Linked DNA regions of Oryctolagus cuniculus: region 1 is linked to region 2. Evidence: chromatin contacts called from public Micro-C data. All regions are on one chromosome and are shown on one strand. The core of a region is the stretch at or near the end of the contact, and the rest is flanking DNA. Distances in the headings are between cores, read along the strand shown. Region 1 overlaps COL4A1 (collagen type IV alpha 1 chain). Region 2 overlaps COL4A2 (collagen type IV alpha 2 chain).

Region 1 (4,879 bases), core at 454-2,953, 150 kb before region 2:
GTGCTTTCTGTTCCATGGGGCGGGGTATTTTTAGAACTTCATTATTATTGGCAGCATCTCGTTGAGACCAGCAAAGATAAGATTTTATAATTCTTTTAATCGTGGAATGCACTGAGGACCCGAGCCAGAGGAACTGCTTTCTCCCAGTTTCTCACTGAGTCAGCACCGGGCCAGAAATAGAAATGAGCTCAGCCTGCAGCCGGCCCACTGTTTCTGGGTCACTGGAGCAAGCAGGTTCCCAGAAGAATGTGGAGAATTCCCCGCAGTGATGTCAGCCGAGGCACCAGCCCTTTTATGTCCATTTCACAGATGGGGAAGTCAAGATGCCGGTGGCTCGCTGGCAGCCCTTGGGAACAGCAGGCAGACCTCTGAATTCCCAGTGCTTGCTTCCATTGCAAAAACACATTCTTTCCCAAACGTCACCACAGCACTTAAGCAATCCGCACGGCCCGGGCGTTTGGAACTGAAGGGCTACCAAGGAAGTGACCCCTTCACTGACACGGCTCTGGCCATCCCCCACATTTTTTAAACTTCCCTAATCTTTTGTCCAGACAAAAGTGCCTATGAATAATCTAACAGCCCACGGCCTGTCCAAGGCTGTTATGGGAACCGGAGCAGAGCAGGCAGACAGGAGAAGCATTCAGAGAGCCACACAGCCAGCAAGCAAAGAGCAAGTGTCGCATGGAGGCCAAACGACTCCTCCAAGCTCCCAGCAAATTTCCACCGGGACCGCGGGAAAAGCCAAGAGCTGGACGTGTTGTCCAGAAGCTACCGGTGCCAGCAGTCTCTGAGCCAGACTCTGCAGCTGCAGCCGGCAGGGCCCTGATGGTGACCACCCTTCTGTGGGAGCTCCAGGACCCCTGAGGGTTCCCAGGAGGAGCCGGGAGGACATGGTGTCCACATGAGTCACGCCAGGCAAAGCTGGAAGGCACAGCCACTGCTGGCCACGGCCACGCCAGCACGGAAGGCAGCAATACGAGGTGAACACTGTAAAACATACACGAAGAGTTTTGGTGCCAACGCCTCTGGACATCCTTCTTGAGCATCGGAGCGATGGCTGCGGACAGAAACGAGACTCCACACCAGCAGTGAAAGCGACTGCTGCTGGGCCCTCCACGATGAAGTCCGAACACGGGGAGGAAGAACAAAAGGCCACTGTTCATTCATATGAGAGCGCACAGCACCGAGAGTAATGGCGGCGTCCAAATCGGCCCTTTCAAATGGGGCAGGAGACAGAACTGCACGCACGGAGCAGCTGCAGGTTCTGCTAATTGTCTGAATCAAGCATACAGCTTTCATAAAAAGCCATAAACAGGGGAAGAAATGGCTCTTTCATAAGACCCAGTTGTTTCTTCCCTCTTCTAACATCTGTGCCCACAAGCCCATGCTGCAGGAAGTCCAATGTCACGTGTCCAAGTCAAAAATCAAACACAGACAAAGCTCCCATCCCTGGAGGACAACACAATGACCACCAGCAAAAACGGGGCTGACCCCAGAATCCACACAGAGCCGGCGGCCGTCACGGACCCTCGGACCGGCCGGCACGCTGGGCCCATCTCGACGGCCAGCAGGGAAGCCTCAACCCTGAACCGTGTTTCCCAGGGCCACGGATCTATGAGGGCTGAAGCACACATGGAGACGCTGCTGGAGACTGGGGTTGTCCTCCAGGCCCCGCCCAGACTGGCCACGTGGGGACAGCATGTGGCCCACAGCCACGGCAGGAGGCGACTCTCATGAGCTCTATGCTAACTGCTTGCCAAAGGCACTGTGCTGTCCACTCACAGGCCTGGGCACAGGCCTCAGCTGATGGACTGCCCAACAGCAGGGCCAGCAGGCCATGGACGTGTCCTGAAAACCAAGGGACCGGGCAGGTGGGATCCAGGCACCCCTCCCAGTGCAAACACCATGGCCAAGCAGGAAACAGGAGAAGCGCCTCCAGGGACAGGACGGCGTTAGTGTCTCCCAGGCCCCGGGTGCCGACTTCAGGCAAAGCCACAGAGAAGCAGGGGACGGGGTGGGGGTGGGGGGGCGTCTGAAAGCCCTCACATTGGGAGCCAGTGCTCGCTAAGCACGCGGTGATGAGGAAGTGACTTCGGCGCAGGGGTCACAGTCAGTGGGTGACTGCAAAACCGGGCCAAAAATTCCACAAATCCAATTCCTGGATCCCGGCCACCATCGGACATCTGCAGGGCCACCTCCTGCATGCCGGAGCTGCTGGGAAAGGGGTGGGCAGCTGCGGCCCGGGTCAGGGGTCATGGAAGAGCTCCATGGCGGGGGGGTGGGGGTGGGGGTGCTGGGAGCTGCCTGCAGCCCAGATTTGCCATCACAGCAGAGGCTGCAGGGGCGGGGGGGGGGGTGCTGCTGGCCCCCCCTCCTGGGAGGAGGGCAGGGCTACAAACCCCACGGGACGGACCCTTAGAAGAGCATGGATGTGTTCACGAATACGCTCATTCCTCCCAGCACCGCCACGCACGCTGCAGGCGGGCTCATGAATGCTGGGTGCCGGGGGGCAGGAAGGAGTGCAGCCGGGGGCTTGGGGCCCCAGCCTCGACGTTCCCATGCCCCGGTGCAGCTGCAGGCAGCAGGGTCAGGAGCCCCGGGTGCTGGCCGGAACGCCTGGAGCTCCATAGCGGAGGTCGCCCTGGCCAGGAGCCCTGCAGGGGCCGCATCTGGCAAGGGGACAGAGGAAAGGGAGGCTTCACTCCCAGGAGGAGCACATTCCCACCTTTCAAAGCCAAAGGACCTGAAGAATAGGAAGATGTTAGAATTAATAAGCAAATAAAAGTCCTCCCCCCGGGGGGGGGGGGGGGCTCAGAGCCTGGAAGATGGGCTCTATCTCTAGGCGCCTGGCGGAGCAGCAGACCCCACCCCACCCCCACTTTACAGACCTTGGGGTTTTCCCCTGGACATGGCTGGGCTGGCTGTGACCCATTCCCTCGGCTGCCGAAGCCGACAGGGTCTGTGTGCAGAGCGGGGGACACAGTGCTGGGGGCCCCCGGCACACTCCACAGCTGGGCTGGCTGTGACCCACTCCCTCGGGTGTAGAAGCTGACAGGGTCTGTGTGCAGAGCGGGGGACACAGTGTTGGGGCCCCCGGCACACTCCACAGCTGGGCTGGCTGTGACCCATTCCCTCAGCTGCGGAAGCCGATGGGGTCTGTGTGCAGAGTGGGGGACACAGTGTTGGGGGCCCCCGGCACACTCCACAGCTGGGCTGGCTGTGACCCACTCCCTCGGCTGCTGAAGCCGACGGGGTCTGTGTGCAGAGCGGGGGGCACGGTGCTGGGGGCCCCCGGCACACTCCACAGCTGGACTGGCTGCAGACGAAGCGACGTGGACAGGCCCCTGTGTCCACGGCTTCGCCTGGCCAGCCATGTCCACACTGGCCTTCCTGCCTTAGGATGCTGGGATGGAGAATCCCGACCCCAGTGGCCCCGGCTCCAGGAGCCAGCTCTCCGGCACAAGCTGCAGCTGGGGAGCCCCCGCCGGGAGACAGGGCGGTGTCAGGATCCCGCCCCTCCACCTGCTTGCTCTCAGCCGTTCTCCCACCCAACCACAGCAAGGGCAGCTGCTCAGGCTCGCCCAGCCACAGGCTTGAACTTAGGGGCCAGGATCAGGAGCTCCCCCCACCGCAGCCCCAAGCCCACCTCCTTTTTCTTCCTGTTTCTGCCTCTACCTGTGGGACCCCTGCCCAGACATCTCAGCTCAGTTGGAAACGGGGGTCTCCCCCGAAACAGACACCCACAGCTCCTCGGGCCCTTGTACCTCGCACACCCCCAGAGAATTTCCACTAGCCGTGCCTACCTTGGAGAGGCCGTGAGGGAAACCTCCCAGCCCTAACAGGCACTGCCTGAGGTTCCAGCTAGGGGCAGGACCCAGTGAACAGAGCCACCCCCCGCCTTGGAAGAGACCCTGCACACACTCTCACCTCTCGCCACCAGAGGGAGCCCTGGGCCCATACACTGAGCTCTCTTTTTTCCATTTTAACTAAAATGCCCCAGCACAGCGGGAGGCATAAAGCCCTTTTTCTCAAATATTCCCTGTTAATATATTACTGTGAATGATGTCAAGTGCACACATTCTTGTGGGCACAGATGAGGGAAATCAGTGTTGTCAGGCCCAGAGAGCTCCACGGGGAAGAACTCGCATTAGAATTCAAAACGTGATCAAAAGCACACATTTAAAACTGGCGACCCGAATCCTGAGGCTGTAAGTCGGGAGTAAACGCTGGGATTCTAGAGACAGTGTGAACTGTGCATGGTTTTCGGGTTGCTTTTCGCATCGTCTTATGAAATGAGAAGAGAATCTGAATCCAACTGCAGTTCCAAAAACAAAGCCAACCTGGTTTTCTGAATGACTGCAGGGAGCCCTACACTCGTGCCTAAAGCAAGACAAACAGGGCGGCAGGGGTCTCCAGCAAACCACAGCCGAGCCCCTGCCGACGGCTCTCGCCCAGGTCTGCTCTGGCTCTCCTACCGCTGCGGTGTTGGCCCGGTGGGGGGCTTTCCTGGTAGGCGCTGAGCTGAACGAACCCCCCCAAAACAGGCTGGGCCCTCGCTTTGCTTGCTCTCTTCCCACACAGCGTGCAGGGGCCATCGATAAGCTGCTCTGCCACACAACCCCTTGGGGACCTGCAGGGTGACAGGACACCCCAGAGATGCCAGCACACACGGGCAGCCACGCACCAGGGAGGAAGGCTGGAGGGGCAGCGCCACCCTGCCTGGCCGGGGCCCTGGCTGGACCCCGCGGCTGACTTCCGGCTTCCCATTTCACTTCCTCCACAAGACCACCCTCAAAGAGCTGGAAACCAACAGCAGGTGCACGCCTGGCTCAGACGTGAGCTCCAGGCATGGCAGGGACAACCCCGCTTGGGACTGGCA
Region 2 (4,524 bases), core at 1,523-4,022:
GTGTGTGCTGCTGCCACATCAGCGGCTTTGCCGTAACTACCCAGAACCACTCGGTATTCAGGGGGCGGGGAGTCCAGGGCCAGGGAGCGGCGGGTGTGTTGAGTGCCTCACCCCTGTGACTGCTGGCAGCGTCACACAGAGGGCTGGGCTCGTTCTCAGAGGCTTCGGGCCGTGCCCGTCGCCTGGCAGAGCAGGAGAGCTCCAGGTGGCCGGTCCTGCGGCGGCCACGTGTCCACGTTGCTGTAGTTTATGCCCACGGCCTGGGCGAGGCGGACGTCGCCGAGGGGCGGAGGGCTGCAGGCCTCGGCACGCATCCGAGGGTGCTGCTCCTGGACGACACCTGGCTGGTGGAGGCCGCTCTGTTTGAGTCGCTCGTTCACTCAGCCTCCGGACTCGGCGTCTTCAGAGATGGACCAGGTGGACGCGAGCTGGCGAATGCGTGCTGCCCCGGGGGCGCAGGAGGGGATGCAGGTGGATCCGCAGCCGTGTCAGGGAGCTGGACTCGAAGTCAGCGACACGTGGCCGGTTCCCTGGAAACGCACAGGAGCCAGGAGAGGCAGGCGCGGTGTGGTCCACAAGAGAGGACCCCGCGCAGTGCCGGCTGTGCGTGCAGTCTGCTCTTCTCAAGACGGATTTGAAAGACTGACAGAGGGACACACACACACACACACACACACACACACATACCCCTTCCGTCTGCACTCCTCAAATGCCTGCATCAGCCAGGGCTGGGCCAGGCCACAGCCAGAAGCATCGGGGAGCAGGGACCTAAGTACTTGAGTCGTCACCTGCGGCTTTCCCTGGGGCACCAGCAGGGAGCTGCACTGGGAGCCGAGCAGCCGGGGTTTACCCGTCGCTCCGATGTGGGGCGCGGGCGGCAGCCAACCCCAGCTGCCTGCCCTTGGAGACGCCGCAGCATAGGCAGGAGCCCATCCGCGGATCAGCAGAGACGGGCGTTCTGCGGTCAGCTGTTTGCGCGTGGGCACCTCGGCTTGCACGAGCTGCTCCATCCGATACGGTAAACCCCAGGCCGCCGTGGAGCCCACGCCGAGCAGAGCCTGCCTTCCTGGGGGTGGACTTCTACGGCGACTGTCATTGGCTGCGAAAGGCAGGCGTGAGTGCCTCGGTCTGGGGTGGGGTTTGTGTGTTTGTTTACAAGCCAGGACGCTTTCCCTGCGTAGCGTTAGAAGCTAAGTCCTAGTAGAGTCCACCTGTATTTCCTCGTATGTAGGATTCTTGATGTAGTTTCCACTCCTTCTAAATTTAAGAAGCGTGTATGCATGTGTGTGTACTGTGTGTGAGTCCTTGGCAGTGTGTGTGCACATGTGTGTGCGTGTGTCCTTGGCAGTGTGTGTGCACATGTGTGTGCATGTGTCCTTGGCAGTGTGTGTGCACACATGTGTGTGTCCTTGGCAGTGTGTGTGCACACGTGTGCATCCTTTGCAGTGTGTGTGTCCTCTGCAGTGTGTGTGCACACGTGTGTGTGTATCCTTGGCAGTGTGTGTGCACGCATGTGTGCATGTGCCCTCTGCGATGTGTGTGCACACGTGTGTGTGTCCTCTGCAGAGTGTGTGCAGGTGCAGCTGCAGCTGTGCTGACCCCCTGCTGGCCAGGGAGCGTGAGCACAGCGAGTCTCCCGGGCGAGTCTTGCTGGTGGCAAGGTCACCACGGAGCAGTGTCCTGGTCACTCTTGGCTTTGCAAAGGGCCCGGCTGGGCTTCCTGCTGCCGGGGCTGGGCGGGGAGAAGCCTCGACAGGCTGATCCTTCAGGACCCCAGTGTCCACACAGCCAGGGCGACAGCTCGTGGGGAAGCTGAGGCCGCGGAGTCCCCGCCCTATCGGCAGGTGGAGATGGAGGGCGGGGCTAATTTCAGCCCTGTCTGGCTTCTTTTGCAATTAAACCAGCTGGCGGGGGGACCCCTGCAGCCAGTGCCAGGCCCAGCCACAGACGGGTGGGGAGTAGGGTGATTGGCCACTGGGGGAAAGCGAGCCAGGAGAGACCGCAGACTCCAGTGCACCCGAAAAAGGAAGACAGGCCGCATAGGCAAAGCTGGGGAGCTGCGGACCAACCCGGCGAGGCCTGGGGGTGCGGGTCCAGCCAGCAGCACGGCGGCCGGAGGAGAGGGGTGGCCGCATGGAGCCCGAGGCGGGGGAGGGACTTTGAGTTCCACTGGGTGGTGAGCAGAGCGACCCTAACATGTTCCGTTCTGCAGTGAGACTATGTCTGATGGCAGGCTTTCAATGCGGGGTCCATGGGCAGGGGGGCCATCAGGGGTGTGGTCAGCAACTCCAGAGGCAGGAGGGGGCTGGGCAGTATGGGTGCTGCCCAGGGGTGCTGTAGGCCTAGGGGGCCCTCAGCATGGGGGTCACACCCGGGGGACTCTGCACGAGGACCTATGTCCCTCGCACCAGCTGGCAGCAGTTCAGTTTGGGAGCAGAGGACAGAAGGGGCCGTGGGTGTCTGGGTTCCTTCCGAACCCGGAAAAGCTCACAGCAGTGATGAAGGAGCAAGACGACCCCTCACAGCCCACCCACGACTTCCCGGCTGCCAATGAGCTGCTTTGCAAGGTGGCTGTCCCCAGACCCAGGCAGTCCCAAGTCCAGCCAGGCCCACGCTCACGCAGTCCACAGGGGCTCCCCGCTCCCTCACCAAGCCCCCCTTTCTCCCTCTCACGGGGCACAGTGGGCCTGGCTCGGCCAGGTCCCCCTGTCCCTCCCAGGTCATCAGTGCAGACGGCCACTTGCGTAGCAGATGCCACTAGGGTTGTCCTGAGAACAGCCCGGCTGAGTCACTCTCCTGGAATGGACGTGAATGTCATCCGGTTTCCTGCCACCCGGGACCAAGGCTTCGCGTCTGCCCAAACGAGCCGCCCGTTATCTTTCCACAGACCCAAAAAAGATCCGTTTCTCAGGGTTTGTTGTCCTTTGTTTAATTGCGGATGTGTGTCCAGTGTTTGTCCAAGTCACCGCTCTAAGACGAGACTCCTGGGAGAGAAGTCAGGATGGCCAGACAGCCGCTCAGTGTCCAGCACGACCAGGGCAGGAGACGGGCGGGGTCCCTGGCGTGGGCAGTGAGCCGTGCCACCTGCCAGCTCCTCGGGGCTCGTGGTGCCCGGGCAGGAACTGTCCCTGAGCTGCGGACTCTCGGGTCCCCGGGGGTCTCCCAGCGCTGTCACAGACTGCTCCAGGATCTGCACAGCTCGCCTGCCACTGTGGCTTAGTCCCCTTATGGCTCGAGCCAGGCAGCACTCCGACTGGCTGTCTCTGTGATAGGGCCAGGCCACCCACTGTCCTGTTTTGTTTTAATTTTATTTATTTGAAAGGCAGAGTTAGAGAGAGAGAGAGAGAGAGAGAGAGAGAGAGAGAGAGAGAGAGAGGTCTTCCATCCTCTAGTTCAGTCCCCAAATGGCCACAACACCCAGGGCTGGGCCAAGCCAGAACCAGGAGCTTCATCTGGGTCTCCTGTGTAGGTGCAGGGGCCCAAGGACTTGGGCCATCTTCTACTGCTTTCCCAGGCCACAGCAGAGAGCTGGATGGGAAGAGGAGCAGCCGGGACTCGAACCGGCGCCCATATGGGATGCTGGCACTGCAGGCGGCAGCTCAATCCGCTGCACTGCTGCAGAGGGCCAGGGCTGTGTCCAGAAGGAGGCCAAAGGGGAGGGAGCTAGGACACAAGTTAGTAGGGGTTAGTTCAGCCACCCTGTGGCGGGAAGCTGGGTCTGGAATTCTGCAGTCCAGATGCAAGAGCACTCCCCAGGGGAGGCTAGCACCCATGACCAGCGAGGAGGCTGCCCTCTGTCCCCGGAGGTGAGTCACTGTGACCCAGAAGGACCTCGGGTCCAGTCTTTCCAGCACCAGCACTCCAGGCCCCGGGAGCGGTTCCTGCTCTGTAAGGCGCCACCGACTGCCACCTAGTGTCCACCGCTGGGACCACACCGCGTTCCTGCCACCCGGGGGCCTCAGAGGCTCTGAGAAGGCGTCCCTTGTGGGTAGAAATCTGGTTCTGACGCACACACATTCAGCGGGCCCTGGGAGAGCTTCTCCAAGGACCCGCTGGGCGGGCTCAGCCTCTGCCCTCGACTGTGCGTGGTCCTGGCGTTTCTGCAGCCTGGCCGTGTTCTCCAGCCGCGGTGTCGCAGGTGGCGTCTCTCATCCCACCAGATGCCCTCCTCTCCCTCTCCCTCTCCCTCTCCCTCTCCCCTCCTCCCTCTCCCTCTCCCTCTCCCTCTCCCTCTCCCTCTCCCTCTCCCTCTCCCTCTCCCTCTCCCTCTCCCTCTCCCTCTCCCTCTCCCTCTCCCTCTCCCTCTCCCTCTCCCTCTCCCTCTCCCTCTCCCTCTCCCTCTCCCTCTCCCTCTCCCTCTCCCTCTCCCTCTCCCTCTCCCTCTCCCTCTCCCTCTCCCTCTCCCTCTCCCTCTCCCTCTCCCTCTCCCTCTCCCTCTCCCTCTCTCCCTCTCCCTCTCCCTCTCCCTCTCCCTCTCCCTCTCCCTCTCCCTCTCCCTCTCCCTCTCCCTCTCCCTCTCCCTCT

The links. Hi-C and Micro-C count contacts between places; a contact is called where the count stands out from the background.
Region 1: a Micro-C map of ear pinna shows a contact between it and region 2, with 8 times the contacts expected there. The contact joins two enhancer-like sites. A contact is called at or near these places in 3 of 6 Hi-C or Micro-C datasets (ear pinna, psoas muscle and an unstated tissue).

What each region holds. Positions count from the first base shown.
Region 1 is chr9:2,699,560-2,704,438 of mOryCun1.1, reverse strand. All of the region lies in intron 2 of COL4A1 (collagen type IV alpha 1 chain), which reads right to left. Among named protein-coding and RNA genes, the nearest start is that of COL4A1, 67 kb to the right of the region's middle. Within about 2 kb of position 1,703, at least 2 of the 8 cell types and tissues checked have an H3K27ac peak or open chromatin away from gene starts, as enhancers often do.
Region 2 is chr9:2,554,484-2,559,007 of mOryCun1.1, reverse strand. All of the region lies in intron 4 of COL4A2 (collagen type IV alpha 2 chain), which reads left to right. Among named protein-coding and RNA genes, the nearest start is that of COL4A2, 78 kb to the left of the region's middle. Within about 2 kb of position 2,772, at least 5 of the 8 cell types and tissues checked have an H3K27ac peak or open chromatin away from gene starts, as enhancers often do.